Regions from separate parts of the Pan troglodytes genome. Here region 1 is linked to region 2. The links are chromatin contacts, called in public Hi-C maps. All regions are on one chromosome and are shown on one strand. Each heading gives the region's core, a stretch centred on a gene start, on an enhancer-like site or on the middle of the called end of the contact. The rest is flanking DNA. Distances are from core to core; before and after follow the strand shown.

Evidence for each region. Hi-C and Micro-C count contacts between places; a contact is called where the count stands out from the background.
Region 1: a contact with region 2 is called in a Hi-C map of stem cell-derived neural progenitor cells, with 6 times the contacts expected there. The contact joins the enhancer-like site here to the promoter of SRP9 in region 2. A contact is called at or near these places in 5 of 7 Hi-C or Micro-C datasets (blood, induced pluripotent stem cells, a lymphoblastoid cell line and 1 more), 1 of 1 datasets of contacts at active chromatin or transcription factors (stem cell-derived excitatory neurons) and 1 of 1 other capture datasets (stem cell-derived neural stem cells).

The regions. Positions count from the first base shown.
Region 1 is chr1:23,809,307-23,812,561 of NHGRI_mPanTro3-v2.0_pri, reverse strand. No RefSeq gene overlaps it. Among named protein-coding and RNA genes, the nearest start is that of LBR, 54 kb to the left of the region's middle. Within about 2 kb of position 1,916, at least 4 of the 24 cell types and tissues checked have an H3K27ac peak or open chromatin away from gene starts, as enhancers often do. A contact at or near this core is called in stem cell-derived neural progenitor cells and stem cell-derived neural stem cells, where this site is marked.
Region 2 is chr1:23,517,148-23,520,174 of NHGRI_mPanTro3-v2.0_pri, reverse strand. SRP9 (signal recognition particle 9) reads left to right here and starts at 1,631. Exons shown (of 3, transcript NM_001246578.1): 1 at 1,631-1,785. The coding sequence starts at 1,714.

The DNA of each region.
Region 1 (3,255 bases), core at 667-3,166, 290 kb before region 2:
TCACTTCCTTACCAGCCTGTGGAATGACTTAAACAAGTCAATCATATTCTCCGGTGGGAACCAGGGGTCACCACACCCTCTTGCTACTACCACCAAGCCTGCCTCCCACAGCCCCTGCTGGCTTCCTCTGTTCCTGAGTGCAGTTCCCATGGGGCCCTGTGTGGGGCACTGTCCTCCTCCCCTGAGCTGTGAGTTCAGGTTACTAATAACCTGCTGTCAATCGCACCTGTCCCGTATCAGGTGCTGTGTGTTTGGCCATTGCTACAATCCCAGGGCAGGAATCCTTCCCTCATTAACAGGTGAATAGGAGGAAATTAAAACTGTTATTTACATAAGCTGCTTTAAGTCAGGTGTTATTTATGGCTGGACGCAACCTGCCATCTAAGCCCAGGTGCTCCTGTAATACCAGTTACTCCTACCCTGAATGTCTCCCACTTGTACTCGCTTGACACGGACTCAGGAAAGCATCAAGCCAGTGGGTTTATTTCCTGCACCCATAGCGTGACAGATCACAGAACCTGATCACCGTGTGGCACATCCATGAATCCAGGTAGCACTGGCACGGCTACTCTCAACAACTGTCCAGGAAATGAGAGGCCGTTCTGTTTCCTAAAGGGGCCAATATATTATTTTTATTTTCCCTCTGGAATACTTAAAAACAATTTGTATTGGTGGTTTTTTAAAGGGTTATATTTTCTACATTCTAAATGTGCAGAAGAACGTGCTTTCTGGCAGACAGGGAGTATGTCACACATTTTTATGTCTTCTGTGCCAGAACCTTAAAATCGTTTTCTTTTTAAAATCAGACTAAAACGTTCATTAGGACCTCTGAAGCTCCCTAGAAACCATGCAGTCTAATGTGGCATGTGCCGGGATTTCAGAGGACAGAGCAAAATGTTTCCAATTCTTTCCCAACCTCTCCAGCTCACCTCCTGTCTTGCCTCCACCCCACGGCTCGTCTTCCAACCTCGCCCATTTACGGGGCCTGTTGCAGAACAGCCCATGCACTCTCACACCTGCAAACTGCTCGTTGCTCTGCCAGAAATACCTTTGCCCCTCTGATGCCCAAGAACACCTGCTCATTCTTAACAGCTCGTCTGTTAATTCCAGGTGAATTGACTTCTCCATCACCACCAAGCAGCTGACATTATTTCCCCATCTGTTTGTATACCATTCTGTATAATTTATTACACTCACATTGTAATTTTTGTTTTGTAAACCAATTTAAGACAAATTGTTCACTGATCTACTTGTCTGCCTCCCCCTAAACACACATGGACTTAGGGACCAGGGCTCCATTTTAGAGGCAAGTAAATGCTTCTCCCTCTCCCTTGCCTTACAATTCTAGGGAAAGAAGTGTCATTCCATTCATATCTGGGTGTTGAGGCCCTTGTGTATTTGTGATGGGGGTTATTATGGGAAGAGAACGTTAAGCTGATCTACCATCTTGGGTAAAATCTTTTCAAGCTCATTCACATAATTTACAAATTACTTGGAACTGGCTCCTGTCTGAATTCCAATTACCCTCCATCCTCCCCACACTTAGAGCTTTCTCTAAGTGAGATTTGGCAGGGCAGGGGGACCGGCGGGGGAATGAGGCACCAACTCTGACCAGCTGCCTCTTTGAGCCGTCGCTGTCTGGCAGGGCTGGAGCTAATGATTTCTATGGTTACCCCAAATTATGAACTCTGATCGTTCTGCGATCCTTGGCCCTTTGACATGCCCCTTTTATAATCATGCTTTTTGAGTTTACAGTTCCAGCCCCATCCTTGCTGTTCAGTACCCACTCCTGCTACGTTAATCCACGAGGATTCCGGAAAGCAGCTCTGAAATTTGGAATTCCAACAATGCCTGCATTTGCTCATTTGGAGGCATTTCAAGCAGCTATTTTTATTCTTTGTTCACATCACCAGGTTTCAAGAAAGCACCGGAGACACTGTGCCATTAAGTGTTGAGTCAGGACAGGAGATCTGCAAGGCAAAAACAAATTCCCCTTCCATTTCCACCTGCTGTGCACACTCACAGCTTCTGGACCCTTGCTGACCAACACGTCTCAACATTTACAAGATAATCTGACACATGGGATTGATATTATGTGGGAAAAGTCTTTTCCCTTTTTTTGAAAACTTAGGAGAGCTAGAGGGCTTTGGGACTTGAACAGCTCCCAGTTAAGTAATAATAATAATAAATAATCTTTGGCAGTGGCTCATGCCTGTAATCCCAACACTTTGGGAAGCCAGAACAGGAGGATTGCTTGAGACCAGCCTGGACAACATAGCAAGACTACATCTCTAATTACAGTTTTAAAAAGAAAAGCACTTTTTTTTTTTTGAGATAGAATCTCGTTCTGTTGCCCAGGCTGGAGTGCAGTGGCATGATCTCAGCTCATTGCAACCTCCGCCTCCCGGGCTCAAGCGATTCTCCTGCCTCAGCCTCCTGAGTAGCTGGGATTACAAGCGCCCACCACAACACCCTGATAATTTTTGTATTATTTTTAGCAGAGATGGGGTTTCACCATGTTGGCCAGGATAGTCTCAAACTCCTGACTTCAGGTGATCCGTCCATGGGGTTTCGCTATGTTGGCCAGGCTAGTCTCAAACTCCTGACCTCAGGTGATCCGTCCACCTTGGCCTCCCAAAGTGCTGGGATTACAGGCATGAGCCACTGCACCCAGCCACTTTTTTCATACTGACAAAAATTATTGGTACTTAACACTGGAGATTTGTATCTAACCATCCACTTCATGCCCCAGATTACTAGACAGAAAGTGGAATCATCTCCTTTAATCAAGCAAATTCCCATCTCATAATGGGGCTGCGGGAATTTCTCTAGAGGACATCATTTAGGGAAAAACAAAGAAGGCAGCCACTTCCTTGGCCTTTGGGTATGTGCTCTTGCTTCTTGTGCCCTGAGAGTGAGACCATTTTATAATCTGCAGGTCAGGAAGAAATGTCTGATCCATCAATTGGCAACTTGTTAAGAAGCAATGCTAAATGAACTAAAAAAAATTAATTTCATTGAGTATAAACTCACCTTATTGGAGGAAATAGGCCTTATCTTCTAGGTAAATGCTTACAATAAATGTAGACATGAATAATATTGTTGTTAAGAGGGAAGGAAAGTTGTATTTGAAACTTAATTCCATGTTTCAGGGAAACAGAATGAGACCGCAGTTAGTTAGCTGTCCAAGGCAGGTTCGGTTCTTTCGTTGGATTGTTCCCTGTGCTGCCCGTGGGGCCATTCACAGAAGGGAGC
Region 2 (3,027 bases), core at 382-2,881:
TGTACCCTATAAATCCCTAATATCTGTCTTTTCCAGTCCAAAATCCAAGCTTCTGGGTGTTGCTGGAGACAGACCCTAATTGGGGCTATTCCCAGATATGATCTCCAGTTTCAGCTTTTTACTCTACTTGACATATTGCTTTTGAGTTTCTTTTGTTGTTGTTGTTGTTGTTGTTGTTGTTGCTGTTTTAGAGACAGAGTCTTGCTCTGTTGCCCAGGCTGGAGTGCAGTGAGATGCGATCTTGGCTCACTACATCCTCCATCTCCTGGGTTCAAGAGATTCTCCTACCTCAGCCTCCCGAGTAGAGTAGCTGGGATTACAGGCACCCACGACCAAGCCCAACTAATTTTTTTATTTTTAGTAGAGATGGGGTTTCACGATGTTGACCAGGCTGGTCTTGAACTCCTGACTTCAAGTGATCTGCCCACCTCAGCCTCCCAGAGTGCTGGGATTGCAGGTGTGCACCACCGCTTCCCACCTGTTTTTTTCTAATAGGCTTCCTTATTCATTTCTCACAATGGCTTTTCCAAACCTTCTCCTCAAGGATCCAAACCCATCCTTGCTTCCTCAAAGATCCAAAACCACCCTTCCTATTTACGAAGGTGGTCTCCTGTCTTAGGTGACAAGAAAATGTACCTTCTTGCCCTCGTATCTACATGCTCACCTATACCCTCACCCGACTTTTCCCTCTTCCTCACCCCATCAAAGGCAATAATGCACCTGTTTTTATTCATCTGGGCCTTTGGTCTTCCCCTTCATATTTCCCGAGACCTCGCTTTCTTCTTTCTCTTGTATTTTTGATTTTTCTATCTCTTATGTGTCCTTCTCTAAAAGTTATAAACATGCACAAAATCTTTCCATCTCAAAATATAATACTCTTTACCTGGTGTCCCCTGCAGGCCATCTTCTTTATTTATTTACTTTTGCGCCAGCGTCTTGCTCTGAAGCCCAGGCTGGGTGCGTAGCGCGATCATGGCTCACTGCAGCCTCGGACTCCCGGGCTCAAGCAATCCTCCTGCTTGGAGGATCAGATTTTTTATCCTTGCAGAAGTGATAATATGACTTCTTCCTCATCTCCTAAACACCAGTCATCTGACATACACTGCAGATCTAAAATGGGCCTACGTGTTCTGTCCTTCCTTGCCTACCTGTTGAGCTTGCACCGCTTCTGTGAGTTTCCCCCCACCCACAAGTGATCCTTCTTCCTTCGCGCTCCACTAACCCGACATAAATGTTTATCATATAAAGTTTTCCGTTGCACTCTTGTGTTTATGTCTCCTGGCTTCTTCACCAAGCTGTGTGACAGCTGGGCCCTGTCGCCTCCTTCCTCGTATATGCAGCGCCTATCGCAGAGCCGCTTAATCTTTGTTGAAGGCAGCTGCGGTTCAGCCCTGAGTGCCACGGGACGGACGCCACTCATTCAGCCCTACCGGGGGCGCTGTGGCAGCCGGCATTGGTTGCCTTGCCCTCCGCTTGTCTCGCTCAGCTCTCGAGCCACACGCCCTGGGCTCCGCCCACTCCCTGACAACATCCCTCCTGCCCATTGGGCGAGCATGGACGGAGCTGTCCAATGGAGCGAGGCGTTGGTGCGAGGAGGCGCCGCCATCTTGGGGCTGCTGGGACTCGCGTCAGTTGGCGACTCCCGGACGTAGGTAGTTTGTTGGGCCGGGTTCTGAGGCCTTGCTTCTCTTTACTTTTCCACTCTAGGCCACGATGCCGCAGTACCAGACCTGGGAGGAGTTCAGCCGCGCTGCCGAGAAGCTTTACCTCGCTGACCCTATGAAGGTAAATCGCTGGCGGGGCCGCTGCTTTGGGCCCCAGCCCAGGATGTCTTCCCGCCATCCACTCGGCCCCTGGAGCTTCCCCAGCGCTCCCAGGAGGTGCTGGGAATGAACACAAATGGACCCTGCCAAGTTAATGTTCTGCTCTCTCGTCCCCTTCTTCCCTGATCTAGCGGCCCAGTGAGGCCCTGAAGCTGGCAACAGCCAGGTTCATCTCAGCCCTAAACATTTCTGCAATCGATCTTCCCGCCCCAGTCCCTCAGCTTCCTTTATGGCTTCGGTTGTTTTACGAGTCCCTGAAGCCAGGGCTCCTCCCCCTGCAGCTTCCTGTCCTTTGTCTTGGTTCACTTTTCCTGTACCGCCTAGGCGGTAAGGGTACCTCATGTATATAAAACTGATGATGTTTTTCTACTGCCGCTCAGACATTCTTGAAAGATTCCAATTTGGAAGCATCTGTACCCCCCAGAATATTGGTTCTTAGTATTTTGGGAGTCACAGGCTTTGGGACCATAAGAATAATATTTGCACCTTTCCTCAGAAAAATGGTATAAGTAAATGTATAAGTAAATGTTTGCAAACAATTTTAAGGGATTCATGGACCTCTGAAATACATTCTTAGCCCCCACAAAAATTATAATGGAGGTGGATGTCAGAGGTTAGCTCATTATTAAAAAGCAAAGAAGTCCAAGTGATGGGAGTTTAGCATTCGGGTCTTACTTTTCGTCTCTTGAGGTTTCGGTTATTTTATTGTCATGTCTAAGAATTATTTGAAGCATCTTCGTGTTAATTAAAAGTTCTGCTTCTTTTTAGAACTCAGCATATTGAAGGGATTTTATACTGAAAACCTCAGACCTGGTTATGTATGATGCTTCTTTTGTTTTGTGTTTGTTGTAACTCAGTTATCTCTTTTATGCTGCATTCATTTCCCACTCTCGTGTTACTGACCCCAAGTTAAATTAGGTTCTGTGGGAGACACAAAGGTGAATGAGATTCCGTTCAACCCTTAAGGAGCTGGTATTATTGGAGGGTATTATAGATACAGTGTATTGTGACTGTATCCCTCGGAGAAGAAAGAAAATTAAAAGCAGATAAAATCTCGGAAAACCGGGGCTCAGGATCTTTTTTTCTTTTTTTTTAATATTTTTATTTTTTTTGAGACGAAATCTCGCACTGTCGCCCGGACTGGAGTGCATTGGCTCAATCTCAGCTCGCTGCAACCTCCACTTCCTGGGTTCAAACGGTTCTC